Linked DNA regions of Mus musculus: region 2 is linked to region 1. Evidence: chromatin contacts called from public HiChIP or PLAC-seq data. All regions are on one chromosome and are shown on one strand. Each heading gives the region's core, a stretch centred on a gene start, on an enhancer-like site or on the middle of the called end of the contact. The rest is flanking DNA. Distances are from core to core; before and after follow the strand shown.

The links. HiChIP or PLAC-seq counts read pairs in DNA pulled down with a chosen protein or histone mark.
Region 2: a contact with region 1 is called in an H3K4me3 HiChIP or PLAC-seq map of the SCID.adh cell line, with 14 read pairs. The contact joins the enhancer-like site here to the promoter of Bcap29 in region 1. A contact is called at or near these places in 1 of 39 promoter capture datasets (cranial neural crest), 1 of 115 datasets of contacts at active chromatin or transcription factors (the SCID.adh cell line) and 2 of 9 other capture datasets (adipose tissue and liver).

Annotation. Positions count from the first base shown.
Region 1 is chr12:31,633,123-31,636,085 of GRCm38.p6, forward strand. It overlaps Bcap29 (B cell receptor associated protein 29), which reads right to left and starts at 1,536. Exons shown (of 8, transcript NM_001164090.1): 1 at 1,483-1,536; 2 at 1,141-1,258. The coding sequence starts at 1,232.
Region 2 is chr12:31,861,585-31,864,547 of GRCm38.p6, forward strand. The region is part of intron 14 of Cog5 (component of oligomeric golgi complex 5); the gene reads left to right. Among named protein-coding and RNA genes, the nearest start is that of Hbp1, 87 kb to the right of the region's middle. Within about 2 kb of position 1,552, at least 14 of the 459 cell types and tissues checked have an H3K27ac peak or open chromatin away from gene starts, as enhancers often do. A contact at or near this core is called in the SCID.adh cell line, where this site is marked.

The DNA of each region.
Region 1 (2,963 bases), core at 286-2,785:
CTTTTTATCAAAGCTCTAAGCCTTATTTATAAATCTGTTGTGCATAAAAAAAATGACTTCTTGAATATGTGTGAGACTGTCATAAGTAGTACCAAATATGTCTGCTTGAAATCTGAGGTAGAAAGAACAGGGACAGCATTGTGTGACTGTAAGCTAAGGATCTCATCTGGAGTCTGACACTGACCAGTTAGGTGACTTAGGTTATGGAACAGAGCCTTTCTGGCCTTAAGCATGTGATCTATAGAACCCATGGTTGGTGGGAAGAACTTGGTACATCCCTTCCTACAGTATGAGTTACTGCTTCTTGTGAGGGAAGGAAAGGGCATGGTGTGGAGACCAGGACAGAGAAGAGCTGCAAACCAAGCAGATGAGGAGTTTCAAGTTTTTGAAAGACTGCGTGGACCCTGAGCCAGTCCATTTTATTGTCCCAAGTAAACAGTTTTGCACCCATCCTTTTATTTCTCTGCTCAAATGCAGGGCAGTTTAGGGGAAGGGGAGGGAGAGAGGAAGAGGGGGAAGAGGAAGGAGAGAAATGAAGAGGCGGTGGGGGGTGGGGGAAGAGGATGAAGGGGGAGGAAGGAGAGAGGAGAGAGAGAATATAGATATATAGACAGGAAAGATGTCCAAGGCATAACCATGGCTTTATTATACCTGTAATCAAGACACCCACCCCCCAAAAAAACCTAGGTTCTTTTAAAAAGGAGGTGAAAATCTATTTGTACACAGAATCAAGCTTTATATAAAGTAGAATTTTAATAGTTACCAGATTGCAAATTTGAGTTTCATTTTTAAAGACTACCTTTTATATAATTGGCTCCCATCTTTTATTTAATTATCCATTTGTTGTATGTATGCATGTGTATTCATCATGTGTTTATGTGCGTGCATGGGTGTTTCTGGGCGTCCCAGGGTGGAAGTGTGGCGGTCAGAAGACAACTTTGTGGAGTCGGTTCCCCTTCCACCAGGTGGTTTCTGGGTATCGAACTGAAATTCTCTCCCTTGGCTGCAAGGGCCCTTTACCTACTGAGCCACCCCGCCGGCCCTCCCAAAACTTTCTAACCTTACAAAGAGCATCGCACGCCGTAGCCTGAAGAAGCTAATCAAACATTTGGTACTGTTAAGGATCTGACGGTTTCCTACCTCTGTGGAGGAATAAAGGGCAGACAGAAGAGTAAAATGAGTCCTATTTCAGCATAAAGAAAGCTGGCAACCGCCGCCCATTGGATTGTCATCGTTTTGTTTTGTTTTTTCTTCACACCTATACAGAGAAAGATTTCAATTTTAGAGAAACATGGGTGAACGGCCAGACACGCGGCGTGGGGCCTGCCGGGAGTTCGCCTAACTCCGGGTGACGAGGCAGTGCGCCGGACGGCCCCGCAGGTTCTTCCCCGGTCCCGAGGTGGCTCGGGCCGCAGAACGCCGCGGCCCGAGCCGCCGGACGCGAGGTCAGCAGCGGGGCCGCCCGCCGCCCGTCAGGCTTACCCGCCGCCGATCGCTCCGCGTGCCCCGCCGCCCGCCTGCGCGCGCACGTCCCACGCCGCCGGGAGCGCGCCGGGCCCGGCTGAGGTCACACTGGCGCGACCGCGCCTCCCGCGGCCCTTGTTTCCTGGTGCGCGGCGTGAGGCGGCCGAGGCTCCTCCACGTGGGCTCGGTATCCCCGGAGGGCTGATCCCCGATGCGGCTGATGCCGGATGACGGGAGCCAGGGCCCGGGTCTATGGTGGGACCCAGCCAGGTGCCCTAGGGTGGTAACCTGCCTCCCTGCCCGGAGCTAAACTGAATTTAAGTCATGGCCCAGGCCTGGGGGGTCTGTGGAGCGTTTTGTGTTTTGCATGCTGTTTTCCTGGTCCTACCGTGCCCATAGGCAAGACCAGGCAACTTGTGGGAACTGCTGGGTCTACTCCTTTACCTAACCATATTCCCTTAGGTAACTAGATAGGCCCCAGAAACCTTTGAGGGTGGATGCTCTCATGCTTGGTTAACTTTGCATTCCACCTCTGGTTTCCCTGGTAACACTAGAAAGAAAAACCTAACTACTGCCTCTCCTTAGGCTTTCTGGTCAATTCCTGTAATATCCCTGCTCCAAGTAGAGACTTGGCATCCCGATAACATTACATACTACATTACATACTGTCTCCATTAAGCTGGCCAGGAGTTCACTATCCAGGAAAAAGGATTCACTTGGAGATGTGTTAAAGAGGTGGGAGGGATAATTATTCCATTAATACGACGCAGCACTTACACATCCCAAGATGGCACTCCTTGAAGGAGCTTCCTTCTGCCCTGTGGCAGTAGTAAGCTTGCTTGGTTTTCTGGGTTCTAATTCAGAAAAGCCTAACACCTGCCTCTGTTTTTCTTTAGTGGATGGCCAAAAGCCTAAGCAAGCTTTCTGCTGATAATGGGCTTTCTCATTTCTGAATACCTGCCCCCTCCCGGAAGTACTGGTAGACCTTCATTTCTGAACAAGGCAGTGTTATTGGACCCTTTATGCCTAAAGATGTAACTTTTGTCTTTTTCCTCCTCTTCTCCATCCCCTTGGCTACCTTTTTTTTTTGTTTTGTTTTGTTTGTTTTTAATTCCAAATTAATAGTATTGCCCTTTAAAAAAAGCTTTGGCATTCTTTTATTAACAAAACTAGGAATCTAAAAGGGAACTCCAAATACTTCCAGGTTTTCAACATATGTGAATATTTGCAAATCTCAGAATGTAACTTCAAAAGGTTAAAAATCCCCTGTAAGGCTGTTGTGCAGTTGCTCAGATGCTTAATTTAATCATGACTTTTGAGCAGCCCATGTTCATTTGGGTTTGTAGTGTCCTTCTGCTAAGTGTCTATTAGAAATGTCTATGCGCCGGGAATGGTGGCGCATGCCTTTAATCCCAGCACTTGGGAGGCAGAGGCAGGCAAATTTCTGAGTTCGAGGCCAGCCTGGTCTACAGAGTGAGTTCCAGGACAGCCAGGGCTAT
Region 2 (2,963 bases), core at 302-2,801, 230 kb after region 1:
CTGTGGACATGATGTAAATATAAAAACTGGCCAGTGCTCGACTTGATTTGCCAAGTCATTTACTCATTAATAACAGTTTGTCATGGAGAAAATATGTCCGTACTTTTTCTTATACAGATTTTTATCAGTGAGCTAACATGCTATTTTAAAAATATACAGATAATACAAATCTACATGGATATAGAATATAATCATTGATTTCAGATAAACATTGAAAGAAATTATTGATTGGATTAAATCAAAATAAGAGCTAACTCATGGGAAAAACTATAAATTTTTATGTTAAGTATCAGACAAACTAAGTACATTTATATAGTACACAAATATTACTATTAATTTTAAGTTTGTGTTGGATTTTTGGTTAGCTCTACATCTAACTTGAAATACTACTATTGTCAGGTGTGGTGGCTCATGCCTATAATCTCAACACTCAAGAGGTTGAAGCAAGAGGATTGCAGTAAGTTTGAAAGCTAGTCTGTGGTGAATAGTGAGCTCTAAGCCAGCCAGGGCTACAGAATGAGGGATAGTCTCAAATGAGAGGAGAAGGGGGAGAGAAAGGAAAGAAGGGATAAAGTGAAGAGAGAAGGAGCGGGGAAAGGAAACTATGAGGTACGAAGTACAAAGAACTAAGAGGGATGGTCTGAGTTAGGAGTGCTTACTACCCTTGCAGAGGACCCGGCCGTGGTTGCTCTTTACCCCAGTGGTGGCTCACAACCCTCTGAAAATCCACTTCCAGAGATGTGACAGCTCCTGTGATGTCACAGGCTCATGCATGCACATGGTTCACATACACACTTTTGGGCGTACATGAATTCATATAAAGTAAATCACTGTAAATGCTAAGATACCCTTAGTCCTCAAAGCTAAAAGCATGGATCTGGTGTGAGGTAATTAACAATAAATTGAACATGCAGAATGATAGAGTAAAAAATAATCCCAGGGTTACTAGCCCAGGGTGCACACAGTGAGGCATCTCATGTGCTGAGATTAGAAGATTGAGGAAGAGGAGAATCAACAGTTTGCTTTGGTTGGGCATATAGGCTGAGAAGTTACTGCGCTCAGTAAGTCCATCTGGAGAACTCATGAGAAGACAGGACAGGATCTTCAGTACACTTCCGTGGTCCTCAGCCAAAGAGGATTTTCTGTTCACTCTTCCCTTCTCCCAGCACATATTCCGTTATCTGTGGATGTATTAAGCTGCCAGGGTTTTGTTGTTGTTGCTGTTGGGGGAGCTAGTGTCTAGTTGTTCACAGTCAAGGGTTCTGCCAAGTCATCTTACAGAGCATAAGACAGCGTCTCACAACAAAGACGAACCTAACCTACTTGTCAGCGCTGCTGGATTTGGTGCATTTAGAGCACTCATCTCAGGACAAGAAGGGGTTAAAGATTAGGACAATGAGGAGGAGGAACCAGTACAGAGAAGTGAATCTCACCTATGAATGGCTAGCCCAGAGAGGACAGTGAATGTGGTTATGTTCATAAGGCAGCTGGGAAAGTGTTGAAAGAAGCGTCCGATCAGCTGTGTCAGGTGCTGCTCAGCGTCAGTTGAGAACCACGGTTTTGCCGATGTGCGGGTCTGATGTGACTTTGATAAGGGTTGTCTTAGTAAATGGGGAGGTTAAAACAGGAGGTGCAGAAAGGGACTGGTGAGATTTTCTAGAAAGGAAAGCTGCTACATGCTTGTGAGAGTTACCCATGGGAAAGGGAGGAAATAGTGATACAGCAAAAACAGGGCACAGCGTGTGCGCTGCATAGTTAAGATAAAGGATGGTTTCTGTGCACTTGAGAAATGACTGGGACACTGACAGATACTGAACAATCCATTTTTGATAAGATTTTATCTAGGGGTATGTGTAGCCTTTCGGGATGCATCCTGGATGCAGCTAAGCAGGAGTAAGGAGAGCTGAGGTTTTGGAGACGAAGGGCCAAGGGCCGTTGTGTGAACAGTCCTGCCTGGCTCTGAGAGACGAGTGGAATATGTAACTAAGCTGCCTGCACTGTAGTTTGATAATCTTAGATTTACAGTATGGCCCATGGAGTTGGTTTACCTTTTCATATCAGGTGTGAGTGTTAATCAAGAATACCATCTTCCTCGGCATCAATCCTTTAACCCTAGACTCTCTTCCCCCTTGTGTACAAAATTGATAGACTATCCAAGCACAATTTGAAATCATCTACATGGATGTCATAACTTTATGGAATCTAAGCCAGAAAGTGTGGGAAAGAAAAAAAGAGAGGGTCAGTGACACCAGTAAGACTGAGTGAAGGGAGTAGAGTTGGACAATCCCTAAAAACCCAGATTATTGCTGTCAGAGCAACAGGAAAGCTAGAAAGTGAGAGGAGGGTGCCTGAGACCATCATCTAGAACAAGGTATGAGACGGTAACAGCAATATAAACTATGTAACCACAGAAAAGGGAGACGAGTTACCCTGGAGGATGAGGTCTGAGGGGAGTGGAGGTCCAGGGAATCAAAGACTTGTCTGTTTCAGTAACTAAGAGTGATGACAGGGGTGGAAGCAATGAGAATGCTTAGTGCCTTAGTCCTGACCTCTAATCCCACTTCTGTTAACAGGAACTAGAACCCCTGGTAGATTTGATGGATCACAAGTAAAAGCATATTATCAAAGTAATTTTCAAAGGTGATAATAGAATTATAGTTTCACAGACCACATGAAGCTCAAGAAGAAGGAAGACCAAAGTATGGATACTTTGGTCCTTCTTAGAAGGGGGAACAAAATACCTATGGGAGGAAATACAGAGACAAAAGTTTGGAGTAGAAACTGAAGGAAAGGCCACCCAGTGACTGTCCCACCTACGGATCCATTCCATATACAGTTAGCAAACCCAGACGTTATTGTAGATGCCAACAAGTACTTGCTGACAGGAGCCTGATATAGCTGTCTACTGAGAGGCTCTGCCAGTGCCATCCACAAAAGTGGATGCTCACAGCCATCCATTGGAC